Regions from separate parts of the Ovis aries genome. Here region 1 is linked to region 2. The links are chromatin contacts, called in public Hi-C maps. All regions are on one chromosome and are shown on one strand. The core of a region is the stretch at or near the end of the contact, and the rest is flanking DNA. Distances in the headings are between cores, read along the strand shown. Region 1 overlaps LRMDA (leucine rich melanocyte differentiation associated). Region 2 holds the start of ZNF503 (zinc finger protein 503).

The links. Hi-C and Micro-C count contacts between places; a contact is called where the count stands out from the background.
Region 1: a contact with region 2 is called in a Hi-C map of tail adipose tissue, with 2.2 times the contacts expected there. The contact joins the enhancer-like site here to the promoter of ZNF503 in region 2. A contact is called at or near these places in 2 of 16 Hi-C or Micro-C datasets (skin fibroblasts and tail adipose tissue).

What each region holds. Positions count from the first base shown.
Region 1 is chr25:30,731,376-30,734,075 of ARS-UI_Ramb_v3.0, forward strand. All of the region lies in intron 2 of LRMDA (leucine rich melanocyte differentiation associated), which reads left to right. Among named protein-coding and RNA genes, the nearest start is that of TRNAG-CCC, 310 kb to the left of the region's middle. Within about 2 kb of position 1,311, at least 4 of the 54 cell types and tissues checked have an H3K27ac peak or open chromatin away from gene starts, as enhancers often do. A contact at or near this core is called in tail adipose tissue, where this site is marked.
Region 2 is chr25:30,348,453-30,351,152 of ARS-UI_Ramb_v3.0, forward strand. ZNF503 (zinc finger protein 503) reads right to left here and starts at 1,288. Exons shown (of 2, transcript XM_027962213.2): 1 at 636-1,288. The coding sequence starts at 944. It overlaps LOC114110806 (putative uncharacterized protein encoded by ZNF503-AS2), which reads left to right and starts at 1,033. Exons shown (of 4, transcript XR_006058018.2): 1 at 1,033-1,371; 2 at 1,615-1,778.

The DNA of each region.
Region 1 (2,700 bases), core at 61-2,560, 380 kb after region 2:
CTGCAGCCTTCATGCTGTCAGATGGGGGGAATTTAACTTTGAGTACAGCTACTCGAGACACACAAATCACCGTCTTCACGTGTGGCAGTCTTTGTCACTTCCAGCAAGTTACAAAATTATATCAGAGGAGTGGAGTGTGATACCACTTAGATGGTTACTTACCAGAAAAACATTCCAAATCTGAGAATTATTAAGAAGTGAAAAAATCCCTTAATTGCAACAAGTTACCCACTGCACAGAAAGACTCTGTGGCAGAGAAAATTGGCAATGTTCTGATGATCAGATTGAACAGCTGGAAGACTCCTATTCAAACTACTTTTCGAGTAATAAAGCTAATAATTTTTCTCACAGACTGCTGTGATAGCCATAATTCTGTTTTGTTAAGATGTCTGTTCCCTATACTTCATTGAATATGCACATGCTTATTTTTGGCCCACCATAATTATAAATAATGCGTGTGTGTGTGTGTAACTGTAGTTTTCAAAATTTTTGCATTTTTTTCCTTTTCTCCTTTTATGTTTTATGAAGTGTCTCTCTCCCTGTATTTTAAAGTTTTTAATACATCAAAAATGGCTAAGTGACATTAATCTTTGTTTCCAGTGGCTCATGCCAGGCAGAGCACCTTCTTTCCTGTTTTCTTTGTCTCATGTATCCATTTGATCAAGAGCTACATTATAAACATTTAATTTAAAAATTTACTGAAAAACATTGTTTCCATGGTGGGAGTGGTTGAACTCTACATTTAAAGACGGTTAAAATGGAAACTTCTGTTATGTGTATCATACCACAATTGAAAAAATAGTTATATGTGCACAGTGAAAAATGCAGAAGGTATCAACAACAACAACAAAATCTTTTTCCTCGACAACCTTCCCTTTCCCAGAAGCCACCATCACTAACAACTCTTGTATGGCCTTCCAGAAACTTGACGTTTCTATTCAAGCATAGGATTATGTTTTGAAAGAATTGTGTAATGCGAAAATAAAGCCAGATTGGTTCTGTGCAGGCTAGGGGAGGGAAGGGGAGGGAATGATGGATGAGAGAGGGAGATGGGGGAGCGGTGAGACTGGTGTTGACCAAATTCTAATTCTGAACATTTGTGTGAACCCTTCTCCATGGTCTCACGCCATGCTGTTTCATCAAGGGTTAGGGAGTGGAACTGGGAAGTTGTGGAAAGCCAGGAAGAGAATGTGAGTTCCAGAGCTGTCGTTGGTTGTGGTCCAGAGGGAGAGAGCTGTGAGTAATGGGGCGCAGTTAAGCAGAGAGGAATTTAGGCTGGGAAAATCAGGACAGATTTCACAATGGGGAGAGTGTGTGGACATGCCCCTGGGGAGGTAAGGGAAGCTTTGCCATTGGAGGGGCTGGAGGCAAGACTTGACACAGAGCATGAGAAAATGGATGACAGGGAACCATCCCTGGGGGTTGATGCAGCGACCTTAATCAGGCTCTTTCCTGCCTAGCTCTGGATTCACTGATTCAATCTCAAATGATCCAAAGGAAAGGAACAATTGCTTGGAAAATGGCCTTAGGGAATGATGGCGATTGACAGTAGATCTCAAAAGACTCTCCCGCACAAATTAGCTCCATCTATCCAACCATCCATTTACTCACCCTTTCATCCATCTATCCATTGTTCATCCATTTAACAAATAGTTTTTCAATGTCTACTAAGTATCTGTATTGAAGGTACTTTGAATAGGCTGATGGGAAAAGTCACTTATACTGATACTTGTGGATCAGATGGAAAGAACTGGAGATAAACATTTCAGAAACATGTGAAGGCCACAGGGTATGAGGAGGTTTAGCAAGTTTGAGGACCAGAGATAACCAAGTGAAGAGACTGAAAGAGGTTTAAGATGAAGAGGCAGGCGGGGGCCAGATTTCTCAGGGTCTGATGAGCTCTGAAAATTGGAATTTTATTCTAATAGCAGTGGGATCTGAGTATAGATCTAGGAGGGCCTGTTGCTTCTGCTTTCAGACTTTCTTTATATACCTTCTAGTCTCCACTTTTTGCAAGTCAATTGTAGTTGTCAGAGGTGAAGAAGGTCTTTGGACACTTTGATACAGAATCAACCAGGTCTGTGAAAGGCAAGTGTGGGAACACAGTGAGAGTGGGAAAGATATTTAGGCTGCCTTGTAGTTCTGCTTTTGCTTCAGGTGGTCAGGATCTTCCAGAGGAGGGCTGTAGTATGAAGATAATTATACTGGAGAAGAAGGATCACCTAAAGTGAACCAACTTAAATGGAAAGTAAAATGTAATAGCAAATATCAGGGAAATTTTGGAATTTGATCTTAAAAGCCAAAACTCAAAATTATGTATATATGTATATATATTTTGTATCAAAAATATTTTTAGCTGTAATTGCAACTATGGTATAATTCTTAAAACAGAAAGTTCAACAATTACATTTCCCCCTTTTTTTTTCCGTATAAAATTACATACTTGCCCCGTAGGTCTTCTACTTTGTTGTTGTTGATTAGTTGCTAAGTCGCGTCTGACTCTTTTGTGACCACATGGGCTGTAGACCTCCAGGCTCTGTTCATGGGATTTCCCAGGCAAGAATGCTGGAGTAGGTTTCCATTTCCTTCTCTGGGTGATCTTCCCAACTCAGGGATCAAACCCATGTCTCCTGCATTGGCAGATGGATTCTTTACCACTGAGCACCTGAGAAGCCCATCTTTTACTTTACATTTGTTTTC
Region 2 (2,700 bases), core at 38-2,537:
CCGTAAAGATCCTTCCAGCCCCGAGGCGCAAATCTAGGAGACATCCCTTCTACACACACATTCTCTTTCTTGAGAAAGGCCACAGCACCCCCACCCCACCCCCAGCCCCGCCACCAGGATCTTTCCTGTCCTCTCTAAGCGATAACTGGATTGGAAAAAAAAAAAAAACAAACTCGAAAAATGTTTTGGTTTCTGATTCTTTGACCCAGAACTGTACTCCCCACCCCCACCTCTAATACTTCAGAGTAAGGGCTCGGGTCGTTGGCGCCTTAGAGGCTGTGTACAAATACCAGCTTCTGGGAAACCGGAGGACCGGGACTTTGGAACCGTATTTTGGACTCCCGTCTGTCTTCTGGCCTGAGAGTGAGGGGGCCTGGGTCGAGGTAGGGGCTTTAACACCAATGGAAGAAACAAGTTTTGATTGCCTTGGCTCCTAGCATTCACACCCCATTCTACCTCCTCCCCTCTTTCCGCCCTAGTTTTAAGGTGCGGGAGCACGATCCTCTCCCCTCATCCCGGAGCTGAATCACTCCGATCCCCCCACCTTCACCCCCTGCAGATCACAAGAGAAAGAAATCCCGTGGAGGGGCAGCCAGAGTGGTGGTCCCAGCGCGATCCGGGGATAGGGTCCTTACCTCTATGGGGCTGACGGGAGTGGAAGGCAGGGGCTGCAGGTACTCAGGGTGCAAAATGTGGCCAGTCCGTGCCGTCAGCATCTTCAGCACCTTGATGGGCAGGCGGTTAGCCTGGCGGAGGGGGTCAGAGGGGGGCACAGCGTGCACAAAAGGCTTGGTGCTGCCGGCCGGGGACGAGCCTGGGCCGGGGCCGGAGCTATTTCCAGAGAGCGCGCTGGTCCAGGCAGGGTCCGCACTGCCGCCGCCGCCGCCGCCGCCGCCGCTGTGCTTACTGCTTCTTAAGGCAGAAAGCGAGGGCGCTGTGCTCATGACCCACCCGCGCGCATGGGAGCAGCGGGGGGAGGGCTCCAGGAGGCGCGGGGCGGGCTCCGGGCTGCGCTCTCGCCCGGGGAGCAGGAGCAGCAGGAGGAGGTGGAGCTGGCTCGGCGGTCACAGGCGCCCAGCGCGCCTTCTTGGCGCCTGGAGCCACAAGCGAATAATCCTGGGTGGCCCGCAGCGGAGCCGCGGCCGAGCGGGAGGAGCCGGCCCGACTGCGGGAGTGCCGGGTGGCTAGCCGTGTCGGCCTTGGGCTGTGCCCCTGCGCTGCGCACTCGCGGCCCGGCGCTGGCGCTGCTCTCCGCGATGTGAGCCGCTGCCTGTCCAGCCGGGGCTCTGGCGAGGAAACTCACTTCAAAAGCAGCTGCACCGAGGGGGAGATTAAAGCCTTTGCCGCCTTCCAATCAAATGGGAGCCCGAGGTGATTGGAGGGTCAAGGGGATGTGACGCGTCCCGCGCCGCCGCCGCCGCCGCCAGGACTCTCAGCGCTGGTTTTAATGGGCAGCTCCCTCTTTGCCGCTCCCCCTGCGTGTCCCCTCCCTAGATTTCGCTCGGAGGACGAGCTGGACATTTATTCTACGTTTGCTATCTGCCGCCTCCCTCTCTTTTCTTCCTCGTCGTCCTTTTCCCCAGCTGGAGAATAAACTGAAACCTTCTTTTGCAGGAGGGTGCTTGCAAGGAACAGTTTGAGCGTGTTCAGAAGGAGCACTAGCAGGAGTCTGGACAACGGCCGGACTGTCAACTCCAGGGCCGCCACGGAGGTCCACACCCCCAAGTATTCTCTCCCCCGCCTCAGTAATTGAAATCTCCTGCGGTGCAGCCGCCTGGGTAAGGAAAGGTGGGGAGCGGGTGTTGGAGGAAGTCCGCCCGCCCGCTTTGATTTCCCGGGATTCGGCGGCAGAGAAACCAGAAGCTAGGTGGGCAGCGGAGGCGGAGGAGGCAAGTCTCGGCTCTAAGCTAGGTTCCCCGCCCTTCCCGGCCACGTGACGCCCGGAGATGCGCAGATTGGGGCAGGAGGGGGGTCACATGTTTCCTCTGTTTCACACTCAGCACCCCCCCGCAATTCTTACTCTCCTTTGCCACCCTCTCTTCTACCCGCGCCCCCCTCCCGAGTTCTCTGGGCATCTCCACCCCTCCATCAATTGTCAATGTTCCTCGACCGCAATCAATCAGTTATTTGTCAGCTCTTGTCAATCCGCCGGTGATTTATGTCAGCTTTTGTTGCTGATTACAAGGCGGGTGCGACTTGAAGGGAAAAAGGGAGAGGGAGAGAGAGACGCAGAGGAAGGAAGAGACTGAGGGGGAACTGAAGGAGGGGGAAGGAGGAGCAGCCTCCTGGGATGAGAGGCGGGGGCTCTAAGAAAAAGAATGAAAGAAGAGAAAGAGGCGCTCGGTGTCAGGAAAATGAATAGTGAGAGTAAAGTGCGCAGGTGCGCCAAGGGCGCTGAGAAGGGTGCGCTGGCCTGGGGTGTGCGCCTCGCTCCTCTAGGTACTGGAGAGAGAGATAACACCCTTCCACCTCTGGGGATTCCGTTCCTTTGGGGCCACGCGCAGAGTTCCGAGCGCTCTCGGTATCCGAGACAGGCAGTGGCGACGTCCAACACGGGAGATTTTTTACCCCCCAAGCCATGGTACTCCCTTCGGGGTACGTTGAGTGCAGTCGTCAGGCTGCCAGCTGGCCCCCTCTACCCCCTCCCTAGTGCCCTGACTCCAAACTCGGAAGCTTCTTTCTAAGAGCCACATTACCAAC